Regions from separate parts of the Zea mays genome. Here regions 1 and 2 are each linked to region 3. A link is a contact called in public Hi-C data. All regions are on one chromosome and are shown on one strand. Each heading gives the region's core, a stretch centred on a gene start, on an enhancer-like site or on the middle of the called end of the contact. The rest is flanking DNA. Distances are from core to core; before and after follow the strand shown.

Region 1 (3,980 bases), core at 852-3,351, 300 kb after region 3:
CTGGGAGGTCTTGGCCTTGGGACAGAGCCGAGCTTTATGGCCGGGGCCTCCGCATCCGAAGCAACGCAGAGGGTCCCTGCAGGAGGAAGCACGATGTCCTCTGCCCAGACAACGGAAGCATTTACCGCTCAGACTTACCAGCAATTTGTCTCTGGCCGAATTTGAAGGCAGCGACGGCCTGGTGGTTGGGCGTCTTGAATGCTCTCGGGCACCATGCGAGCGCTTGCGCCGGACCGTTGTCCATCCATCCAGTGCATCAACGGCGATGTGGTCAGGCCTGCCGCAGCTCGCGGGTGTCGCAGAGAGGGGGGCCGCAGTGAATGTGGGTCTGCTGCCAGATGCGCGCGGCGCGGCGGAGATGCAGTGCAGGGGAGGAGTAATGGCGAAGCGCACACGTTTGGTGAGAGCGGGGGTGGCCGGTTGGCAGGGGACAGCAGCGCAAGCCTCTGGAACCACAATAACTGAGGCTGGGCGAGATCTCCTCTGTGTTCCTGCCGGCGGCGGAGGCGGAGGTAGACAGGGCGGGGGCACGGTAGGAGAGCGCGTCGGCCGAGGCGAAACAGGGCTTGGGAGGGAGGTAGCGGGTTGATCTATCGATCTGCGGTGGAGGAGAGAGGTGGGGAGCTGGGTTGAGGTGGGAGGGTCGGCTGCAATGGCGGGGAGGGGGCACTCGCTCGCCATGGGAGGGGAGGCCGCCGGCAGCCCTTCTGAGACCAAGTTTTCGTATGCAGCTTAATGTTATTACTCTGAATGGAAGGAAGTTACTTCGGAGTTCGGACAGAGTCAGCAGGCACTACGTATGTGATACGTGATCAGATTGTGTTTTTTTTTTGTTTTGGTGAATCAAAAAAAGAAGCAGAAAAAGGATATACCAAAGCGCTCGACAAGGTTTCCTACCTTGATGTCCGTTTCACCAGCACTGGCACTACCTGACTGAAACTATCAGGGCGAGGGAGGCAGCTTTGTGACACGCCACATGTTTCCTTTTCTTTTTCTTTCTTTGTGAGCAAAAAAAAAGTTTATGCAGGACGTACTATGCCTGACGGGGGCACTGGCTACTGGCTATATACCGGCTACAAATTTGGGTGTTTTGGTTTCCTCCCGCAAAAGTTTAGTTCGAGCTACATTAAATATTTGAATATCAATTATGTCTATCAAATATAGACTCACTTAGATTTAATAACTACGCCTCGTCTTTTAACGTTTATATGTGTAATATATTTTATAATTAAACTATATTTAATACATGTAATTATCATTCGACACGGTGGTAGGGTCCAAACTTTAGTTGAGTGGAACCAAACACACCACTGCATCAAAAGGGCCTGTTGTTTGTTGGCAAGCGATTTTTATTTTGTTTCTTGCTCGTCCAAACGAACGAGCAGGGCGATTCATTCGTTTCCTCCAATGTTTTTTATTTTTATTTTTTTGGTGCGGCAGCGGCAGCTTGTGCACTCAAAGCGAAAGTGCTTGTGCAGTGACTGACGGAACGGGGGGAAAAAAGGTTAGACTACTAGATTGTTGAGCTGGGACTCAAAAGATATTGCATGGCATGGACTGAAACGCAATGTTGCAAACAGTTGCACTGCTGGCTGCGTTGACCTGACGGCTGACGAGAAGCGTGCAGTTGTACTACCAACGGGTAAGATCGGAAGAGAGCGTCTCTGGTTAGTTGGGTACGTATATGCAGGCTAGGAAGCTAACAGCTAAGGTTGGTTGCTGGATTATGGCTTATGGGTCATCAGAATCAGGAAGAAAGAAAGAAGAGTGGTTGGAGGAGGACACATGCGCGGTGGATTCCTGGTGGCATGTCAACTCATCCCGTTCGTTCGGTGGCACACTACGGAGTACTAACTACCGATGCCGATCTCAGTGCATACTGGTTCATATCACATCACATGCATGCCCCTAACGTAACCCACACCAACGAACAGACATGTAAGTATGTTTGCGTACTACGCGATGCAATTATATGCAGAGACGAGACTACTTTTTCCCCTCCAAGATCGACCAACCAGGAGACATGGCACGAGCCATAGGGTGGCCCCTCTCTCTATCCAACAGCAGCCAGCCCAGGGAGGGAGTTTTTGAGCCCGGAATGCATGCGATGCGAGCAGGACCACTACTAGTACGTACGTACTATACCCACTGCTCACATGCGTGTCCGTCTGGCTTATGGAGTTCGTCAGGTTCGTTCTAATGACTAGCCGTATGATGATCAGCATTATATATATCGCAGCGTATGGTTTCTGTCCTGTCTAGCAGTGTATAGTTGCTGTCCTATCTAGCATATCATGGGTATCTGTTTGATTTAACTTTTTTTATTAGCTTTTAACTATAGGTGGCTGCAGTGAAAAATTGAGTATTATGGAGAATACGTGTAGAGGAGGATAAAAGAGCTCATAGAGTTTATGACGTAGAAAGTGATGGTTTACTATTATCTCAACGACTCGGCCATGTTCACATTGATTTTGGATTGTTTTCACTACAAACGATTTTCGCCAAAGCTGGTCGTGGAAAAAATTGGACGTTTGGCAGTCTGATTAGAAGCTAAAAAAATCCAAAACAAACAGCTAGCCTGTTCGTATCGTCTTAAACTATGTTATTATTATGAGTACGTATATGCTAACAAAACCCGCCTTGTTCGTTGCATGTAATGCTGCTGCTCTCCGGCCGGTGTGCGTGTAAATGTCGGTCATCTGCGGCCGGTGATACGTACTTCTCGAAAACACACGAGGACCAATGTTAATGGGTGCAGATTATTTGTGAAGGCTTCATTGATCAGTAGGAGATGGCTACTCCCTAACAGCTATCTTAATTCCTCTGTTCACAGACACACACAGTCACACACACACGGCAGTTCAGCATCTTAGCTTGCTGTCACTACTGTACCTTTTTGGATAAGGACTAGCGCTCTAGCTGGATTCCGGATTGTACGTATCTAGCTTCAAGTTGGTCAGGACAGCTGTTTGGATACAATGTCGTGAACATCTTGCGCCAGAAGAGAGCATTCGGCAGGCAAGCGCCATGGTAAAGCTCAAGATGTGCATGGCAAGATCAGGAGGCTCTTGTGTACTGTGTGTGATGTTGGTTGAGTGGGCGGCGGGGGGCCGTTAGGCGTTAGCCCTGGTGACAGCATAACCAACCCATTTCCTTTCCCAGAGAACCGTTCTGCTAGGGTTCTGGGGCCTAGGACATATATCCATGCAAGGAGTAAGTGGTTGCTGCAGGGCACAGCCACAGCTAGCTGGTTGCCTTTACTTATGATGCACAGTGTTCCCCATCCTGATGATTGGGGGTGGGGCTGATGCTTTCTTTTCTTCCAGCTCTTTGCGCCCCTCTTTTTTTTTGTTTTGGGTACCTTGAAGGACTCGATCAGCAGCAGTGCCAGTGAGCTCTCAATCATCATTTTGGCCAGTTCGTTGGGCATGTTCTGCTTGGTGGCATCAACTGGAATTCTGGATATATGCTTACTTTATTTATTAATTTCTTTTGTTTTCTTCTCTGTATATGAGTGCTGCAGCAAGTTGCATTGGCTAGTGTTCAGATCACAGCTAAATTGTGTGCCACGACAAAATGCCTTCTTCTTCTTTCTTTCTTTCTCTTTTTTTTCGTTATGCTGGATAGTTTCTCTTTTTTTTTTGCACATAATTTCTTTATGGATAGTGTTCAGATCATTGACCTGAATTCTATCATTTTTTTCAGTGTGTGTACATCCTTTTTTTTGGTACTGTTATGTGGTATTGGGAGTATGAGATTTTCTCAAAGGGGAACAGTGCTACGAAAATTATGTGCAATAATAGCACGTGAACTGTGCCATGCATGGGATTAGCATTTTTTTTTCTGGAATGGCACTGTGGAGACAACCGCCATGTATGATTCACGAATGAGTCTGAGAAGTCCGGCCGTATGTGACGAGGAGGAGGATATACTGTCAAGTTGGGCGGTAGGTCAATGATGGATACGGTTACCCTACCATA
Region 2 (3,751 bases), core at 811-3,310, 490 kb before region 3:
CTCCAAACGGTCAAAAACGGCTAGTTGCAACGGCTAGCACACGTGGACCAATCAGATCGCGACACGTGGACCAGTCAGATCGCGCCACGTCGCTCTCGCCCGCGCTCTCGCCCCGCGCTCTCGCCCCGCCAGTGCCTCGCCTCCCTCTCGCCCGCATCTCGCCCGGGCGGGCGCTCCAGCGCGGGCGAGAGCGAGGCGATATCGCCCGCTCTCGCCGGGCGCCAGCGCCATCGCCCGACGCCGGCCTCTCGTCCGCCTATCGCCCGCGCGCGGGCGGCAGCGGCCTCTTCTCGCCCGCGCTGCCGTCCGCACTGGCACCAGCCTCACTCTTCACCACCACAGCCAAGGCGCCAACCACTTCTCAAAAAAGAAAACAAAAGGAGTTCTTGCAGTGCCTCGATAGCTAAGACTGTTTTTAGCAGAGCGTAAACAATAAGGGATACTCCATCCGTTTCGTTTTAGATATCGCTGGATAGTGTAAAATTGAACTATCCAGCGACAACTAAAAAGAAACGGAGGGAGTACAAAAATATAGATAATATTGTTTGATACTGTTTACAGAGAAATATTTGAAATATGGATAAATTTGTCACGCACCTTCGTCGTGAATGTTACCGGATATGAGGAAGAGAGCAGGAGAGGTCCGAGGAAGAAGAACAGAAGGAATGGACGAATATTGTTCTGTTATTCGACAACTCTATTAGCAGCATCCTATCGAGTATTTGTACAACAATATACTGGACACGGTCCACGGCCCATTAGTCAAGTCATCCATTCGGCTCCCGTCACCCGCGTATTAGGCCTGCGCACGCGGCGGCCCATCCTTCCAACAGCAGCTTCATTCGTTCCTGCGCTTGCCGATTGGTGTTCAAAGTGTACTGAAGCCGATGGTATGCTGACAATAAACTAGAAAATGAGGTAGGAGATAGCCTAAGCTAATTAACCAACCATGCAGATGGCATGGAGTCCATTGCAGTGCATTATTGGGCATTATCCGCCCCTAGTTCGGCCAGCGCGCGCTGCGTCGTGCAGTACTGCGAGCTTCCCATAAATTCCAGATCTTGTTTTGGAATACAGAGATACACGCCGTTCCAAAGGAGGAAAAAAAGAAATGGAACCCAAAGACAGTTTTAGGGCTAGTTGTAGTTGGTAACCTCATTTTTTTTCTAAGAGATTTTTTAATTTTTTCTAGAGAAAATTAGTTCATTTTCCTTTAAAAAATAAAATTTCTTAGATAAATAGAGTTGTAAAACTAGCGTGAAAAAAATTTACTCTCACTTCAACGAAATCCCACGTCATCGCGATCAATGATTCCAAAATAAGTACACGGTACACAATGCATAAACAAACAGAACTCCAGCGAAAAGAAACGAGACCTAGACTGAACTTAACGTCCGACAACTGTCCCTATCATAAACATTCTCACTTAATGCCCACCACCATGGCAATAGCTAGCCAAACGTTCCCTCCCATTTTGAATATCATGAAAATGAGGTTGGTGGAGGTGAGAATGGAGGGGCTAAACTCCCTCTCCTATTTATATTTGAGAGCGAGGAGATAGAGAGGATTGGAAGGCTGAAATCCCACCACTTTTTAAAATTAAATAGCAAAAGGAAATTTTAGGCCCTCTAATGTCCCTTCTCTCAAACATGCCCTAGAAATTGTGAGCATATATCCCTTTCTCCAAACACGCCAAAACTAAAAGCCAAAAGGGGAGAAAAAAATACACGTTGTCGAAAGCGTTAGATCCCCGCTTTTATCATGCTAATTATAGTTGTTTTTTGTTAACCACTACTCGATGCCCATGTTGCTCACTAAACAAGCTGCCTTTGCTCACATGTGCTCATCTTTTCATCAACCACATCATCGCTCACAAACAGCACTAAACCATCAAGAATGAGTAAGCACTTGAATTTGAAATTTAGAATTCGATGAAAAAGGGCAGACCGGGGTTTAAATACAAACGGCTAGTACAGCATTGCCCATACTGCTTACTGCCCTAGCGTTATAAATATTGCCACATGAACGTTTCCCCGCCCAAAACCAGGACACCGCGTTGGTGTCCCCCCTGTTCTTGCGCGCGCGCATCAATTCCACACTAATTCCCCTTTGCCCGTGTACCCTCACCCAAAGCAAATGCATTCTTTGACCATTGCGTTCCAGCACACCTGTATCTTCTTTCTTTTCGCGAAAGAAAAAACTACTAACAAACTCCCAAGTCCCAACCAGTTCGACGACAAAATTTATCCAAAACACTATCAAAAGCTTCAACTTTTACTTTTTTTTTTTGGATCTGCTGCACCTGTTCTTCAATTCGTCCTTGGTCTCTGGCATAGACAGGTTGTTGCAATTAACCAAAGCCCCCCAAGGCCCTAATCCTCCACCATGCGTAGAGTTAGGCTTTAGGAGGCCAGACAAGAAGATCAGAGAGGGAGTGAGAGAGGTGCACTTGCTCCCCAGCTCAAGACCAGCGCAGGAACTAAAAGCAAAAGGGAAGGACAGATTGAGCACCAATTAAAGGCGGGCAGCTGGAGCAATCGGCCATGGCCTGCCATCGCCTTCGTTGCTATCTTTAGGCTAGCCGCTGCTCGGATTGCTTGTTGTGGACGCAGGGGGAGGAGACTGATCGCCCGGGGAGGCAGAACAGAACAAGACAGAACGGAGGAGGAGGAGGAGGAGGAGAGAGAGGAGACCGACCCTCCCCCTCCCTCCCCTGTGTTCTTGCTCCTCCTCTGTTTCCAGTCCCCCGCCGCCTCCGTGGAGCCATAAGCAGGTGCTTGGCCCGCCGGTCGGCGGCGAGGGCGGCAGACATGGGTTGCGCGGTGTCGAGGCCCGGGGTGGTGTCCTCGCCGTCGTACGAGGACGACGTGTCGTCGTGCTCCTACAATATGTCCCGCAGCGCGTCGGCGTCGGCGGACCTGGGCTCGGCGTCGGCGTCGGCGTCGGCGATGTCGATATGGAGCCGGCCGGTGCGGCTGGAGGCGTTCAAAGACGACGACGAGGACGAGCGGCGGCGGCGGCGGTCGGGGAGGGAGGCTGCGGTAGCGGCGGCAGCGCGGCTGGGGAGCGTCCGGCCGTGCGTGGAGGGCGAGCAGGCGGCAGCCGGGTGGCCGGCGTGGCTGAGCGCGGTGGCCGCCGAGGCCGTGCACGGGTGGGTGCCGCTCCGCGCCGACGGCTTCGAGAAGCTGGAGAAGGTGGGGCAGGGCACGTACAGCAGCGTGTTCCGCGCGCGGGAGCTGGCCACGGGCCGCCTGGTGGCGCTCAAGAAGGTGCGCTTCGACAGCGTGGAGCCCGAGAGCGTGCGGTTCATGGCGCGGGAGATCCTCATCCTCCGCCGCCTCCAAGGCCACCCCAACGTCGTCGGACTCGAGGGCCTCGTCACCTCCCGCTCCTCCCCCTCCATCTACCTCGTCTTCGAGTACCTCGAGCATGACCTCGCCGGACTCAGCTCCTCCCCCGACATCACCTTCACCGAGTCGCAGGTACGTCACGTCATTAGAGCATCTCCAACAATGCCTCAAACTAGTGCCTCAAATTGAAATATAGGGCTCTACACAGGAAAAAACACTCCAACAGTGCCTCAATTCAACAAATTTTGTCAAAAAACTATAGGGCACCCTCTCAAGTGCCTCAAATATACTACACCGTAGTGGGCTGCCTTATAATCTAGATTTGAGGCTTTACTGTTGGAGCGAGGTGTTTTATTGGTGCCCTAAATTCTATAAAATTTACTTATTTTTAAATTATAAGA
Region 3 (3,903 bases), core at 1,281-3,780:
CGGGTCGGGCGAGGCGGAGACTGTCGTCCGAGGCCAAGGCTGGGTCCGAGCCCTGGGGTCGGGCGAGGCGGAGTTCGTCGTCTTCCGGGGCCGAGCCCGAGTCCGAGCCCTGGGGTTGGGCGAAGCGGAGTTCGTCGTCTTCCGGGGCCGAGCCCGAGTCCGAGCCCTGGGGTCGGGCGAGGCGGAGTTCGTCGTCTTCCGGGGACGAGCCCGAGTCCGAGTCCTGGGGTCGGGCGAGGCAGAGTTCGTCGTCTTCCGAGGCCGAGCCCGAGTCCGAGCCCTGGGGTCGGGCGAGGCGGAGTTCGTCGTCTTCCGGGGCTGAGCCCGAGTCCAAGCCCTGGGGTCGGGCGAGGCGGAGTTTCCTATGGCGCCCGAGGCCGGACTTGGCTGCTGTCAGCCTCACTCTGTCGAGTGGCACAGTAGTCGGAGCGACGCAGGCGACACTGTCTTCTTGTCAGGCCGGTCAGTGGAGCAGCGAAGTAACTGCGGTCACTTCGGCTCTGTCGACTGAAGGGCGCGCGTCAGGATAAGGTGTCAGGCCACCCTTGCATTAAATGCTCTTGCGATACGGTCGGCTGGCGTGGCGATCTGGCCAAGGTTGCTTCTTGGCGAAGACTGGGCCTCGGGCGAGCCGAAGGTGTGTCCGTTGCTTGAGGGGGCCCTCGGGCGAGACGTGAATCCTCCGGGGTTGGCTGCCCTTGCCAGAGGCTGGGCTCAGGCGAGGCGAGATCGTGTCCCTTGAGTGGACCGACCCTTGACTTAATCGCACCCATCAGGCCTTTGCAGCTTTGTGCTGATGGGGGTTACCAGCTGAGATTAGGAGTCTTGGGGGTACCCCTAATTATGGTCCCCGACAATGAAGTTGCACAAAAATTACCCACCATGCAATTGGTTTACATGACATATCGATTCTTGTCTATTTCTCCACCCGCTAATCAAGGGTAATTAAGGAAATTCATACAAATTAATTGTATCACAGAAACTAGAGTCTATGTGCAAGCCAAACAATCTTGAATCATGCCATATCAATCTGTTGAAATTGTTTCATGGTGAAGCTAGAAAACCGAAGCTACAATTCTTGAGTGAAGCCCTCTCAAACATAGCCTTAAACTAAGGAGGTGTTTGGTTTCTATAGACTAATTTTTAGCCCCTCCATTTTATTTCATTTTAGTACCTAAATTACCAAATCCGGAAACTAAAATAGAGTTTAATTTCTATATTTGTCAGTTTAGGAACCAAATAAAATAAAATGAAGATACTAAAAATTAGTTCTTAGAAACCAAACACCCCTTAAATTTGAGTCTATGAGTTGAATGCAAAATAGAAGGCCTAAATATAAACTAACCATGGTATTACGAAAATTAGTATAGGCTAATTGATGAGTCGAACATAGTAGAATTTTTTATTAGTCCATATTTAGCCTATAATTCAGTGAATGACCAAATTTTAGTCTGGAGATCCAAATAGATTCTAAACAGATTCCATATTTGGACATGATTTAAGCTATGATGAATTCGGGCCATTCTTTTATTATTATTATTATTATTATTATTATTATTATAGAAAAAGATGAAGAATTTCTAATAAACTAGACTCAGAGACTTCGAAGAGCTTATCCATCATATCTTTTATTCCATCTCCTATGTTAAATTTTATTGTATAAACAATATTGTCTACAATGTTACCCTATTTTGCATGATATACACATCAGACTTACTCGTAGCATAGGTAACGCGGCGTGAGTCCCATTTAGAGATGACAATCGGGCGGTTAGTACACGGATATATAGTTCGCGAATCTAAACCCACGAGAAAAAACTTAACCCATACCCGTACCCATAAACGTTCGCGGGTATGGATTTGTATCCATACCCATACCCGCTATCCAGTGGATACCCGTTACCCACTCGCCCACTATAATTTTAGCATTCAACACTAAACAACAATTTTATCACATTTCGAAATAATTATCATTCCAGTAGCATCAAATGATAATTTCAGCATCAAACAACATATTATAGATAAAAATTGGAAAATAAAAATTTATGATAATATAATATATAAATCTGGATGGCCCACATGTTAGATATCAATTGGGTAACGGGTATGATACTGGATATCCGTACCCGCGAAAAAAATATCCGCGGATACCTTATTATATCCATAGATAGCTGTACCTGCGGATACCAAATTCCAACATACCCATATCCAATGGATAATTATTCGTGTTTATTTACCCATACTCGTATCTATTATCATCCCTACTCCTTTTCGCTAGGCCAACTTGGATTCATCCTCCTGTTACAGGCCCAGACCAACTACTCCTGACTAGTGCAGAGTCGGCCCACGATCATCAAGAAGCCCACCAGACGAGCGCTGCTTGGTGTCGTGCGCCGAGCAGCTGGCGCGCACCGTGTCCCTATGCAACAACGGTCACGTCGCTGCCGCAGCCAACCGTTGCCCGTTGGTGCCGGCCCCATATGTCATCCGTAGAAAAATCCATCCGCGGAGGCATTTGCTCGTTATGAATTTTGTTTCGAGCAATCGTGCGTGCTCTGCTCTGCCGCCTCCTGGCGCTGGCGTCAGGCTCCTCCTCCCTGGCTTCCTCCTCCGCCACCTCGAACACCCCCAAAATAATTTCAGCAGCACGAGCGAAAAAAAACGAGAGGGGGGGGAGAGCAAACCCTAGCTGGCCGAATTCCGCCGCGCGCAGCATTGCCCTCCCGCGACTCGCGCGCCGGAGCTGGGGCGGGCGGCTGCGTGGCGCTCCCGATCGCCGGCGATCGTGTCGTCAGCCGGCGCTGGCGGGTGGGCGCTGGGGCGGCAGCGATACCGGGCAGCACGGGGCCCGATCATCGCTGGCGCCGCCGCCGCGGTCTGGCTGGCTGGCCGCGGGCAAACGTGCTGTCGGCTGGTCCCGGGCGTCGCGGAGCAAGTGGACCCGGGGGCAGGCCGCCGGAGACGGCGGCGACGGCGACGGCGGACGGAAGCGCAAGGGGATGGCGCTGTTCCGGAGGCTCTTCTACCGGAAGCCGCCGGATCGGCTCCTCGAGATCGCCGACCGCGTCTACGGTACGCTAACCCCGCACGCGCCTCCTCTTCGATTGGGGAATTTTAGCACCGGAAACGCAGCTGCATTCTGTAATTTCGCTCAGTGACGGAACATATTTCTCTGGATATTGTTTTTCAGCCTTTCAGCTAACATGTCTTCCTCGTGCATGCTGCATTAGCTTACTGTGCCAGCATGATTTTGCAGCCTTTATTTAAAGAAAAAGAAGACTTTGCAGCCCCATTCTAGTTTCGTTAGAAGTTTAGAACTATGGCTATCAAAAGGGTTTGCTCATTGCGTTCGACTGTTGCTGCAATTCTTCTTTCTTCATTACTACACTTTGATAGTAACGTTGCTACCAACCTCGTTGAATTGTGCAGGTAGGATAATTCTGAAGTTCCTATGTTATGCAGACCATTTTGTGCTAAATAATGTTACAAATTTATGGCTGATAAATGTAACTTACATGTTTGAATATAGATACCACGTTGCCCGCTGATGGGTTTTCTGTTGGTCAGTTGAGGACCTGTGATATTTAGTCTATGCCTAATACAATAATGCTTGCTCATCAACAACCAATGCAATCGTGACTTAATCTGCTACTTCGCTATCAGAAAATTTGAATGGAAAGTGCATTTGGTCTTGCACCACCATGCTGCTAAAATGTTTGAAAACATGATTGATCTAATTAAGTTTCACATGATTAGAGATACTGATTGGCATCTTTGAGTTGCAGACTTTGGAGTCAGTTGTTTGCTGGTGAGTTTTCAGTAGTGCAGTTAGGTGACTTCTTAGTAGGACTGACAGGATAACCTCCCATTCGTTTTTGCTTTGACCTTTGAGTATGTTTTTTCT

Evidence for each region. Hi-C and Micro-C count contacts between places; a contact is called where the count stands out from the background.
Region 1: a contact with region 3 is called in a Hi-C map of ear, with 2.2 times the contacts expected there. The contact joins the enhancer-like site here to the promoter of LOC103640164 in region 3. A contact is called at or near these places in 3 of 25 Hi-C or Micro-C datasets (ear, endosperm and tassel).
Region 2: a Hi-C map of tassel shows a contact between it and region 3, with 4 times the contacts expected there. The contact joins the promoter of LOC100192893 here to the promoter of LOC103640164 in region 3. A contact is called at or near these places in 2 of 25 Hi-C or Micro-C datasets (ear and tassel).

Annotation. Positions count from the first base shown.
Region 1 is chr1:160,879,257-160,883,236 of Zm-B73-REFERENCE-NAM-5.0, reverse strand. No RefSeq gene overlaps it. Among protein-coding and RNA genes, the nearest start is that of LOC100274853, 9.3 kb to the left of the region's middle. Within about 2 kb of position 2,101, at least 12 of the 20 cell types and tissues checked have an H3K27ac peak or open chromatin away from gene starts, as enhancers often do. A contact at or near this core is called in ear, where this site is marked.
Region 2 is chr1:161,676,708-161,680,458 of Zm-B73-REFERENCE-NAM-5.0, reverse strand. LOC100192893 reads left to right here and starts at 2,060. Exons shown (of 7, transcript NM_001358485.1): 1 at 2,060-3,482. The coding sequence starts at 2,811.
Region 3 is chr1:161,184,214-161,188,116 of Zm-B73-REFERENCE-NAM-5.0, reverse strand. LOC103640164 (formin-like protein 12) reads left to right here and starts at 2,530. Exons shown (of 18, transcript XM_008662798.4): 1 at 2,530-3,071. The coding sequence starts at 2,999.